2 separate regions of the Triticum aestivum genome follow, and region 2 is linked to region 1. A link is a contact called in public Hi-C data. All regions are on one chromosome and are shown on one strand. The core of a region is the stretch at or near the end of the contact, and the rest is flanking DNA. Distances in the headings are between cores, read along the strand shown.

Evidence for each region. Hi-C and Micro-C count contacts between places; a contact is called where the count stands out from the background.
Region 2: a contact with region 1 is called in a Hi-C map of leaf, with 5 times the contacts expected there. The contact joins the promoter of LOC123071299 here to the promoter of LOC123071298 in region 1. A contact is called at or near these places in 4 of 5 Hi-C or Micro-C datasets (leaf, root and an unstated tissue) and 1 of 1 datasets of contacts at active chromatin or transcription factors (leaf).

What each region holds. Positions count from the first base shown.
Region 1 is chr3B:618,605,844-618,612,002 of IWGSC CS RefSeq v2.1, forward strand. It overlaps LOC123071298 (calcium-dependent protein kinase 3), which reads left to right and starts at 3,529. Exons shown (of 7, transcript XM_044494826.1): 1 at 3,529-4,366; 2 at 5,623-5,766; 3 at 5,853-6,005. The coding sequence starts at 3,700.
Region 2 is chr3B:618,833,443-618,839,798 of IWGSC CS RefSeq v2.1, forward strand. It overlaps LOC123071299 (jasmonate-induced oxygenase 2), which reads left to right and starts at 1,916. Exons shown (of 4, transcript XM_044494828.1): 1 at 1,916-2,024; 2 at 2,461-3,005; 3 at 4,342-4,678; 4 at 5,425-5,878. The coding sequence starts at 2,476. The coding sequence ends at 5,679.

The DNA.
Region 1 (6,159 bases), core at 2,279-4,778:
AGTTACACGATCTCATGGTCTAAGGAAAAGATACTTGACATTGGAAAAGCTCTAGCAAACGAACTACACGATCTTGTGCTATACTTAGGATTGGGTCTTGTCCATCACATCATTCTCCTAATGATTTGATCCCGTTATCAATGACATCCAATGTCCATAGTCAGGAAACCATGACTATCAGTTGATCAACGAGCTAGTCAACTAGAGGCTTACTAGGGACATGTTGTGGTCTATATATTCACACATGTATTACGATTTCCGGATAACACAATTATAGCATGAATAACAAATAATTATCATGAACAAGGAAATATAATAATAATCATTTATTATTGCCTCTAGGGCATATTTCCAACAACTAGATGGATCTTTCTTGCAATGGGACAAGTGCTTAGCTTTGGGTTCAATCTTGCGGTATCCTTTCCCAGTGACAGCAGGGGCAGCAAGGCATGTATTGTATTATTGCCATCAAGGATAAAAAGACGGGGTTTATATATATTGCTTGAGTTTATCCCTCTACATCATGTCATCTTGCCTAATGCGTTACTCTGTTCTTATGAACTTAATATTCTAGATGCATGCTGGATAGCGATCGATGTGTGGAGCAATAGTAGTAGATGCAGAATCGTTTCGATTTACTTGTCACGGACGTGATGCCTATATACATGATCATGCCTATATATTCTCATAACTATGCATTTTTTATCAATTGCTCAACAGTAATTTGTTCACCCACCGTAATACTTATGCTATCTTGAGAGAAGCCACTAGTGAAACCTATGGCCCCCCGGTCTATTTTCCATCATATAAGTTTCCGATCTATTTTATTTTGCAACTTTTTTTCCAATCTATATTATAAAAATACCAAAAATATTTATCTTATTATTATCTCTATCAGATCTCATTTTTGCAAGTGGCCGTGAAGAGATTGACAACCCCTTTATCGTGTTGGTTGCGAGGTTCTTATTTGTTTGTGTAGGTACGAGGGATTTGCGTGTAGCCTCTTACTGGATTGATACCTTGGTTCTCAAAACTGAGGGAAATACTTACGCTGTTTTGCTGCATCACCCTTTCCTCTTCAAGGGAAAACCAACGCAGTGCTCAAGAGGTAGCAGGCGGCGGCGACAAGTGTGGCATGGCGGTTGTTGAAGTTTTAATCTGCAAAAATTACGGGAAGGACTATCTTTCCGTATACTTGTGGGATTGTGGAGGCGCTTTTACGGGATCCCATATTTTTTGGAGGGGGGAGGGGTACATGATCTGTTGGAGAGATGTCTTTGCTTCAACTTCCCGTAAACGATAGTTATTTGTGGTTTTATGAAAGGGAAAGTTTTGTTTTTGCCACTCTAGATTTTGCCAATTTCCTTATGCTACTGTAAATTTTGTTATTTCACATTTGCCACTCTTTGTTTTTGACAATTATCGCAATTGCCTTCTGTGGCAAAAGAAAAATAATTTTATTTTATTTTTGCCACTCTTAGCTTTTGACAATTATCAAAATTGCCAGTCTGAAAATGTTGCTTTTGCCACAGGAATGACAATTGTGATAATTGTCAAAAACTAAGAGTGGCAAAAGTGAAATGACAAAATATAGAGTGGCATAAGAAAAATTGACAAAAAACAAAATTTCCCCTATTATGAAAATTGTTGGACATCTTCTTGAGAGGGATTTTGTGAAGTGATGGCAACAAGCTGACCTCCATTGTTGCCGCGAGAAAAGCAACCACCTTGAGTCGTTGTTGCCCGCGACCTGGAGGATCTATCAAACGGTGGAGCGCAGACATCTTCGACAACGAATATCTTTGCTCATAATCCTTCTCGACATGACAACCACCCGCGCCGATGCTAGGGAGTTTTGTGGCTGTGTGAAAAGCATGAGTTGTTGTTTTGCACTTCTTGTTTCCTCCCCTATCCCTAGACCGCTAGGACAAACTTTCCCCTCCAGGATTCACCAGCGAGCTCATGGATTCACCTCGATCTCCTCTCCGCCTGCCGTTCAGGTGGCGAGTGATGGGGAAGGGAATCCTAGTCTTTCGTTTCTGTTAGTAGTTTATGTTAGGTTTTTATTCCTCACAGGTGCGGCGCTCGGGTGGATGACGATGCTTCTTCTTCGACATTGTATTCTGAGCTTCAACCCCCCTTGAGTTCGTCCATTTGGACGTAGTCGATGGAGTTGCCGTCTCCTTGGGGCGGTAAGGTAAGAGTTTCTCGTCCTGTGGCGAGATTTGGTGTCAGATGTTTTAGATTTATGCAAGGGTTCGGCGGCAACTACTGCGACTCCAGGACGCTAGTCCTTAGGGGCACATGCACGAAGAATCCCCGGCTGTCATCGACAAGGTCAAGTCGCCTCCGCTAAAGGAGCAGCGACAACGACACATCAACGGCTCGTTCTGACGGCTGTAGTGGTCCTTCAATGGTCTCGAGATCTCCATGTATTTTTTATTACGTTTGAGGTACTTTGTACTTTGAGTGCACTTTATAACAAATTTGATTTTTTTTCACAAAGAAAATGATAGAGGAGAGGAAACGTTACCTTCAAATCACATGTACCTAGCTTAGTTATTTTTTTTTGCGAGGAAAAAAAGAGTCTATTCCATATTAACACAGCTACAATCCTGAGGCGAGAGATCCTCAATACATGGTGGTCCTCGATGCAGCCACACAGTCGTGGTACACTCATAGCCTAGCCTAACTTAATGATAAGCTGTTTTTCTTTTCTTTTTGCGGGAAAATGATAAGCTGATTTTGATGTCAAAAAAATAATGATAAGCTGATTTCACGAATCAATAGCATAGCCAATGCTTAATGACACGATGATTCCCCGAATTAATATCTAGATTACATTTTTTTTCCGTGCACTGGTCTTCATCCTCCATAAAATCCCACACGCAGTCGCTTTCTCACGTCCCGTTCAATCCAACAATCTCCCGAAAAGCCCACTGCACTGTACCTTAGCTTTCTTGTTTCAGTTCCTGCCATATATGCTTGGAAAGCCATGGCCCTACTGCCCAACTTTGAAACCTTTACACACGCAAATTTGTAGTTCCAATTACAGGTAAGATTCCAAAGCTGCAGACAAATTCGCAGTACATAATACTCCGCTATTTAGTACTTCCTATGTAAAGAAATATAAGAGCGTTTAGAACACTAAACGCTCTTATATTTCTTTACGGAGGGAGTATATTTTGTCTGTGCTAAAACACATATTTTGTGCCACTCCATTACGTGTGTGCAACGGCAAATCTTCAAGGGAAGAAAAGAGAAAATGAGTGACGCCACGGCATCCCCCTATTTTCTCTCGCCGCGGGCGCAGTCAAACCCCCCGCCGCTGAACCGCAAGCCGCACCCGGAAACGGACCCAGAAGCGCCAACGCCCCACCGGTCATGCACACGCGCGTCCAAACGGCTCCCGCCGCTTCGTACGCGCGAAGGCCCCCATCCATCGCTACGCGTCCCCCGCCATACCGTTGCTTGCGTTACCCGGCGACACACGCACACCCAGTTACTGCTCCTCTACTCCCTCCCTGTCCGCCTGCCCCTGCCTCCCTCCCTCCGCGTGTAGGCTCTCTCCGCTGGCAGAGTAGACGGTAGAGTAGAGCGAGCGCCCTTCAATTCTCCCCTTCTCCCCAACCCAGCGCCCCAGCCGGGCAATGCCGTACAAACCCTAGCCCCCCGCCCCGCTGATCCCCGCGCGCGGCCATGGGAAACTGCTGCCGCTCGCCGGCCGCCGCCGCGCGGGAGGACGTCAAGTCCTCGCACTTCCCCGCCTCCGCCGCCGCCGCCGCCAAGAAGAATAAGCCGCACCAGCCCCGGAGCGGCGCCGCGGGGACTGGCGGGCAGAAGCGGCTGGCCGTGCTGGGCGAGGAGGGTTGCGACTTCATCGGCGGGATCGACGACAAGTACCTGCTGGACAGGGAGCTGGGGCGCGGCGAGTTCGGGGTCACGTACCTCTGCGTCGACCGGGACACCAAGGAGCAGCTCGCCTGCAAGTCCATCTCCAAGCGCAAGCTGCGCACCCCCGTCGACGTGGAGGACGTGCGCCGGGAGGTGGCCATCATGCGCCACCTGCCGCGGAGCCACAGCATCGTGGCGCTGCGGGAGGCGTGCGAGGACGAGGGCGCCGTGCACCTCGTCATGGAGCTCTGCGAGGGCGGCGAGCTCTTCGACCGCATCGTCGCCAGGGGACACTACACGGAGCGCGCCGCCGCCAACGTCACCCGCACCATCGTCGAGGTCGTGCAACTCTGCCACCGCCACGGCGTCATCCACCGGGACCTCAAGCCCGAGAACTTCCTCTTCGCAAACAAGAAGGAGAACTCGCCGCTCAAGGCCATCGATTTCGGCCTCTCCATTTTCTTCAAGCCCGGTAAGCCAAGCCCCCCTGGACTGGAATCTTAGATCCGTTTCCCAATTTGGGAGAATCTGCATTTCTGGATGAATAAAAAAACAAAACATGGCGGGATTTATGGGTTTAATGGACTCTCTTAGTCTTAGGTGGAGTGCTGGCAATGGACATCCCAGTAGATGAATGCCGTTGCTTGGTTGGTGTCTCTTTCATTCAGAACTTAGGATTATCGGAAGGAATTTGGGTAGGCCAGCGAATGCGACTGTAGCTAGTATTTTGAAGGCAAGATTCTGGAGTATCCAACCAAGTGGATAATGTATATGCATCACCTTTACTCCGCTATTTGGATTGATATGGCATTAGTTCAATGTCAACCCTCTATGCTGTTGATTTAGCCTCGATTATTTGGTTTGCTGAACATCGTGTTGTGGGATCTGTGTTTGGTGCTTTAGGTCCAAGATCTAGGACGTCTCTAGTGTCAGCCTACTACTTCTAGGAATCGGAAGAAGCAAGTGGTGGAACGTCAGTTGTTGCTAAATTTAGTCATTTTGCACCGAATACATTCAGTTCTTCAGTGTGAGATGAGTACTTTAGGATAAATTATATAACACTGAAATTATTACGATTTAGGAGGGGATGCTGGATGTATCTACCATACTGACAGGGTCTGGGTCTTAGAGCATGGCTTAATGGACGAGAGGGGATTTAGGACAAGGGGATGGATCGTGTGTCTTCCATTTTACTTAATTTTGGAGTTACAGTTCCGTCCTTTATGTAGAGAATGCGTGGCAACCAAATCCTATGAGATAATGCAAGGAACCAACTCATACCAAATCTTATAAATAAGAAAAGTAATCATAGTCTAGGAAGTACTATTCACGTGAGCAGTTCGTCCTGACAGTGACAATTAAAAACCAGTAGTGATCATAGCTTATCAAGTATGCTTACTGGTTGGGACTTGGGGTGTAGATAAGTAAGATAAAACCATAAAATAAAGTGCGAACAATAGGAAAATGGTCTCCGGCCCGATGCGCTCCCACACCGTCTCATCATACGTCGTGCTGCCATGTGCTACGGGCGTTGATGTGCTTTGCTGACGTCGAATGGACCACTGGGTGGTTTGCGCGCTCTGTTCGTCGTGCCATAGTCTGCTCCTAAAATGCAACCTTGTAGCGTTGCTAGCAATGTTGTTGATTTACAGCGATTGCACACTGCCTTTTTGTACAGAAAGTGATCTATTTTCATCTGAATCTTTCGTTATGTGTTACTTTTTGCAGGTGAAAAGTTTTCAGAAATTGTTGGAAGCCCTTATTACATGGCTCCCGAAGTATTGAAGAGAAACTATGGACCGGAAATAGACATATGGAGTGCCGGGGTTATCTTATATATTTTACTATGTGGAGTTCCTCCGTTTTGGGCCGGTACTACCTTAACTCAAACCTTCTCCGTCATTGGCTTTATGCCTTTATGTTTACTCTTCATGAAAGCTTACATGAAAATATTGCAGAGACCGAACAAGGGGTAGCACAAGCTATTCTTCGTGGAAATATCGATTTTAAGCGGGAACCCTGGCCTAATGTATCGGAAAATGCTAAAGATTTAGTTCGACGTATGTTGGAACCAGATCCAAAGCTCAGGTTAACTGCAAAGCAGGTTCTTGGTATGTACATGGCACACTGTTATGCTTCTTGCCTACTTCCCTCCAGACACTATTCAGTTCAGTGGTCAGTAATTGCCACTGTAAAACTCCACATTTTTCATTTCTGTTCCTTTCAGAAATATAGCATCATGTCAGAATCTACCCATAGAAATTT
Region 2 (6,356 bases), core at 666-3,165, 230 kb after region 1:
GACTCCTGCTTCACGCGGCGGAAGGGTGACACACGCTCTGCTTGACGCGGAAGCGCGACGGAAAGGGCAGCACCAGACCTCACTCTCGGAGTGACCGCGCCATCAATAGCTCTATCTGACGGATGAACTCCTCGTCTGTCACCACGACCTCCAAGAGGGGGCACGACTGTTGAGGATCGGTTGACGCTATTGCGGTGGCGCCTTGTCCTCCTCGTTGCCGAAAAGACTACGACTTGAAGACCAAACAATTGAATTGAGGGGAGTCACTCTACCGAAAAGGATCTCATTGCACCTAAAGCCATGAAGAAGACGTAGAAAGCCGCCGCCAACTCTCACAAGGACCATGTCTTCACATCCAGGTTTGAATAGCTTGATCAAATTAATGTCAGGCGGGAGAAAGGCATTGGACGCGACCATCCAAACATGCAAACACCCGAGGATACAAGTTGCCCCCCCCCCCTCCCCCCCAATGAAGCATTTCAAAGACGCTAGCTATAGAATGGGAGCGTCTCAAGAAGACATAACAAGGAATTGAGCAACGAAGCCACCAGGAGGAGCTAGAACTCGCCAATACCACCATTTCACAACTATTGTCGTGTCCTCGTCTTCGTAGAGGGGACCCCTATCCCCTCTAGGCTTGTGGGCGTAGATTCGCCAGACAGACATGTCCACACGGAGGATAACAGCGACTAGAGGAAGGAACCGGTCATCCACGACAAAGTGTCACCACTGAAAGAAGAAATCACCGCCACCATGAGCACCCCAAGCACGCAAGCAATCTACACGCCTCCCAACAGACCCAAAATGGTGCCTTCAAGAAAGGTAATGGTGTCGCCATTGGCCAAATCGAAGTTGTGGGTTTTCACCCGGGTGCAGGGGAAGGAGGGAGGGATAGACCTCAGTGTCCCCTTCAAGAAGGTGAACAACGCCCGGAGCGCTGCCAATGTAGAGGTTGTCGCCGCCGTCCAAGGGGTTACCCCGATCTAGAACTCCCCACCCCACAACCGCGCAGCCAATTGTCGGATCCGGTCGGACATGATGTGGAGGAGGCGGCTGCATGCGACAGGGGCGCCGTTTCAAATCTGGCACAAGAAGGTCACAGGACGCGAGGGGGAGGGGGGGGGCATGACGCCTAAATCAAGCCCCGCCTCACCATACACGCAACCGAGGTGAAGCGGCCAACAAGTATAGGGAACGGCGCCCACCATCGGGACAACACCGTCCACTCCACGTGAGGCCCCCGACTGGAACCCTAGGTTCGTAACCAAGTAACAACCACCTGACATTTTAGGCAGGGGCAAACTCACCAAGATGGGACCAAAATATAAATTACTGAGTTTGGAATAAATTTGCTGGTACTGTTTTGATTTGTCGACCCATCTGAATAAATTCAACGAATAGAGTACGTACTACTAGTTCTAATCGGTAGTAATAACAGTACTAGTATTTGACTTTGTCTTGTCAAACCTGAAAACGTGGCGGCACAAATTGTTTGGCTCGTTCGTACCACTGCTGCCGTGAGTTGAACAACATTTAATCAAGTTTGATCCGATCGAGCGGGAGCTAGCTTGCAGCGCGGTATCGCCAGCTGCGTTGTTCTTCTCCCGGCAGGCCGGTCGCCATCAAGCTAGGCGGCCCCCATCTCGCTCGACCGCGACGAATCCCAATTCCCACACAAAAACCACGTTTCTCCCTCCGGCCGCTCCGGTCTGGGTCTGGGCCCCTGCCTTGCCCGTGCTGTGACCCAGCTGTGCGCGCTGCGGCCGGCCGGCCACCCAGATCAGATTGGCTCAGCCGTTCCTCCATGGAAAAGACAAATTAAACAAACCGCAAGAGTTTGCGGCTGATCCGGGCTTTAATCTCTCTCTCTCTCTCTCCCTCTCCCGTCCTATATATACCCCTGTCGTGCGCCGGGTAAGCGAAGAGTTAAGCAGCCGAGGCGCACGTTCCACAGCTCCAGTTCGTCCAAGCTCGAGCACAACACTCGATCGCGGCTTAACTGTCTCCGGTCCTGCACGCCGATCGTACGTGCCTTTCCTAGCTTCTCGATCCCTTGTGCTGTAGCTCGTATCCTCGTGCTAGTCACCGTGTTTAATGGCTATAGCGCCATGAACCATCAAGCTTTCGCTAGCTAGTGGCTGCCCATACCTTCCTCTCGCCATCGGTGCCATGCACGATCGAGATCGACCGTCCACGAGACGTCATCGCTCATCCGTAGCATTCCCATGAGCAGTGCTCGTGCTTTGTCCCCGGCCGTTTAATTCTTCCATCCGTCTCCTCTCCTCTCCTCGTGGTTCATCACTCGTTTAATTGGCTAGCTAGCTATGTTCCCATCGTGTTCGTCTGCTTTGCGTGCATGTGCCGAGACGCGGCTCAGGCCGGCAGCCGGTGTGCGTGTGCATAGTCGTCGGGTTGCCTTTTTCTGTGCCCACTTTTACTCACTCTTTCACTGTTCCATAGGCAGGTGGCAGCGCAATGGCGGACTGCATGCAGGAGTGGCCGGAGCCCATCGTGCGCGTGCAGGCGGTCGCGGAGAGCGGCCTGGCCGCAATCCCGGGCTGCTACGTCAAGCCGCAGCGCGACCGCCCGGCGCAGCAGCACCTGGCCGCCGCCGGCAACGTCCTCCACGAGCCCTCCGACGACAGCATTCCGGTCATCGACCTCAGCGAGCTCCTCGCGGCCGACGACGGCCGCATCGACGGCCTGATCACCGAGGCCGTCGCGGCGGCGTGCCGGGACTGGGGGTTCTTCCAGGTGGTGAACCACGGGGTGGCGCCGGAGCTGATGCGCGCGGTGCGGGAGGCCTGGCGCGGCTTCTTCCGGCTGCCCATCTCGGCGAAGCAGCAGTACGCCAACCAGCCGCGGACGTACGAGGGGTACGGCAGCCGGGTGGGCGTCCAGAAGGGCGGGCCCCTCGACTGGGGGGACTACTACTTCCTCCACCTCGCGCCGGAGGCCGCCAAGAGCCCGGATAAGTACTGGCCGACCAACCCCGGCATCTGCAAGTATGTTCCCGCTGATCCCCGCCTTTTGATTTTTCACAAGATTCTTGCTGGCTACTAGTACTTGCACATGTGCTGATTCGTCTGCATGCATGGTGCCCTCGCTCGGCGGCTGAGAAGTAATTACACGACGACGATTGATCCCACTAGAAATTTGACAAACACCATTGTACTCATTGCAGCTCCTATGAACTTGACTAATTCAAAATTTAAGAACTTTGACTTTCAGTATCTTGTACTCTCTCCGTCCGGGAATACTTTTCATTGAAATGGATGTATCTAGATGTATTTTAGTTTTAGATACATCCATTTTCATCCATTTTGATGACAAGTAATTTCGGACGGAGGGAGTACTTAATATGCATAGACTGGACTTAAAATTACTACACTTTCGTGAAACATAGTTTAGTTGGATTTTAATAATTATTATAGTTGAACACAAAATAGTGGCCAGAGTTGTGTTTTCAAGTTCAAAGTGGTAAATCTCATAGGGACAAGAATTTAACTTTTTTGTAGTGATTTAAACTCCCTTGAAATTAGTTACAAGCCAGCCATGACGGGATCGATTCTCATCGGGGGATTTAATTAAGTCAAAAGTCTACGATATACTAGAATTTCCCTTAGTAAAAAAGATATACTCCCTTCGATCCATAATAATTGTCGATGGTTTAGTACAACTTTAAGATTACCAGAATCTGTTCCTGGTGAAAATTGAACGACGGTCAACATGAACATACCACAACTCCCCTACCACTGGGCTAGGGAGAACAATATATAATCAACAAATAGAATATGTATATGAGGTGGAGTGACATACCACCCACCATGTCCAAATATTACTAACTCAATCTCCACAAAACTTATGATCAGCGTTTGGCCAGGTTAAATATGAGAACAGTACATTGATATACGTAAATATGTACTGATTGCAGTCCATGTAGACGTGAAAAAGAAAGTATTGATTGCGGTACATGTAGACAGTAGACGTAATAGCCATTGTTACTTAAAAAATAGGGTGTCCACAAAAGGAGATTCATTTCGTGCACCTTTGTCAACATATATGAAATCCAACACGTGCATGGGACGGAAAGTAGGCGAAAGGTTCTTTCATGCAAAAGCGTCAGGGCCGGCCGGCAAGAGTGTGCCGACTACTATTCCAAGCCTGCCAGCTAAGCATAGCAACAGACGGATGTACCCGGTTGACCTAAAAACAACAGTTCTACACGTGCAGAATCACTGTTTTGGTTGTACTTCATTTTCGTCGTCTAGCTTGAAAAAATACACGTACACGTACACGTACTCTCACTGACATGATATGTATGCATGTGTGTGTTTGCAGGGAGGTGTCGGAGGAGTACGGGCGGGAGGTGACGAGGCTGTGCGAGGTGCTGATGACGGTGCTGTCGGCGAGCCTGGGGCTGGAGGAGGCGCGGTTCCAGGAGGAGTTCGGCGGGGCCGAGTGCGGCGCGTGCCTGCGCGCCAACTACTACCCGCGGTGCCCGCAGCCGGACCTCACGCTCGGCCTCTCGGCGCACTCCGACCCGGGCGTCCTCACCGTGCTCCTCGCCGACGAGCACGTCCGCGGCCTGCAGGTCCGCCGCGCCGACGGCGAGTGGGTCACCGTGCAGCCCGTCCGCGACGACGCCTTCATCGTCAACGTCGGCGACCAGATCCAGGTACATACCCATCGTACGTATGATTAGTCTGCATGTGCATGCATGCAAGCGTCTGTATATCCATGTGCCGTTCGGCTTCGAGAAGCAAAAGGCCGATCGGACGTATCTCTTAGCCACACGGTCAGCAGTTAAATAAGCCGTTCCTGGAGTTGACTCAGACTTGCCGGCATGAGAGCTCGCGCGCGCACATGCATGGACGGTGGCCGGCCGGCCATAAAATGCGCCGATTATTATACTCCCTAATACAGTTTTACTAGAACTCATCTAGATGAGATATAATTTGATCTCATTCATTTTTAAAACAAGAACAAATACAACCCACGTCAGCATACACGCATCTTATAGCATCACATCCAATGATTATAAAAGGTGAATGAGATCAAATTATATCTCATCTAAATGAGTTCTAGCAAAACTGTATTATAATCACTCCATTACGGCACTGCATACGTACTTTTGTCTTCTGAAGCAATTACGTGCCTCCCTCGGACGTAGACTCATGCATGTTCTGGCCGGCGGATCACACCACGATCCGTGTACGTAGTACCGAACAACAAGCGCGCACATGCATGCATGCACGGCACGGACAATTAATTCATCGGCATAGCTAGACATTCCATGTGCTGATGTGCATGAGCCATGAACGATACATTGGTGTCAGTAACCTACATATGCTGCTCCGTACTTGTATGTGCCAGTACATCATGAGCTGATTTATTTGTTGGTGTAACTAATTGTGGGTGCAGATATTGAGCAACTCAGTGTACAAGAGCGTGGAGCACCGGGTGATCGTGAACGCCAAGGAGGAGCGCATCTCCCTCGCGCTCTTCTACAACCCGAGAGGGGACGTCCCGATAGCGCCGGCGGCGGAGCTGGTGACGCCGGACCGGCCGTCCCTCTACCCCCCGATGACCTTCGACGAGTACAGGGTGTACATAAGGAAGAACGGGCCCAGGGGCAAGGCGCAGCTGGAGGGCTTCAAGGGCCAAGCCGTCAATTAATTAACCGGGTCTTGCGGCGTGTATGATTAATCTGATGGCAAATAACTCATGCATGTATGAGCGCTAGCCCCTACATATGATATGTGTACGTGTGGCTAAACTGCATGCCGACTCGTGTAGTAGTATGTCCTGTATGATATGTGTACCCCAATCAAAATTAAAGGACGATATGCTATGCATATATGCTGATTATATTGGCATTTTGATCCAATCTATCACCTTCTTTCTAAAAACCGACGTCGTTCTTGCGTACAACTGAGCACTGAACTAATCTCGAGAACCGCATCATGCGTATATATGCGCTTTCCATGCATGCATGCATGGTACTCCCTCCATTTCTAAATGTAAGTCTTTGTAGAGATTCAACTATAAACCACATATGAATGTACATAGATACATTTTATGTTTAGATTTATTCATTTTGCTTCGTATGTAGTTCACCTAGTGAAATCTCTATAAAGACTTATATTTAGGAACGGAGGAAGTACTACGAAATGTACCGAGCTTCATATCTGGAATATTACTTGAGATATCACCGAATATAAACATGTACTGCACTGCATGGGTGATATCACAAGTAATATTCCGTCACGCCAGTCATGGGCACGTGCACATCACATCGGATCTGTACAAAAGATGGATGAAGGAGCTGCACTTGGAACATTGGCTCGGCCGGC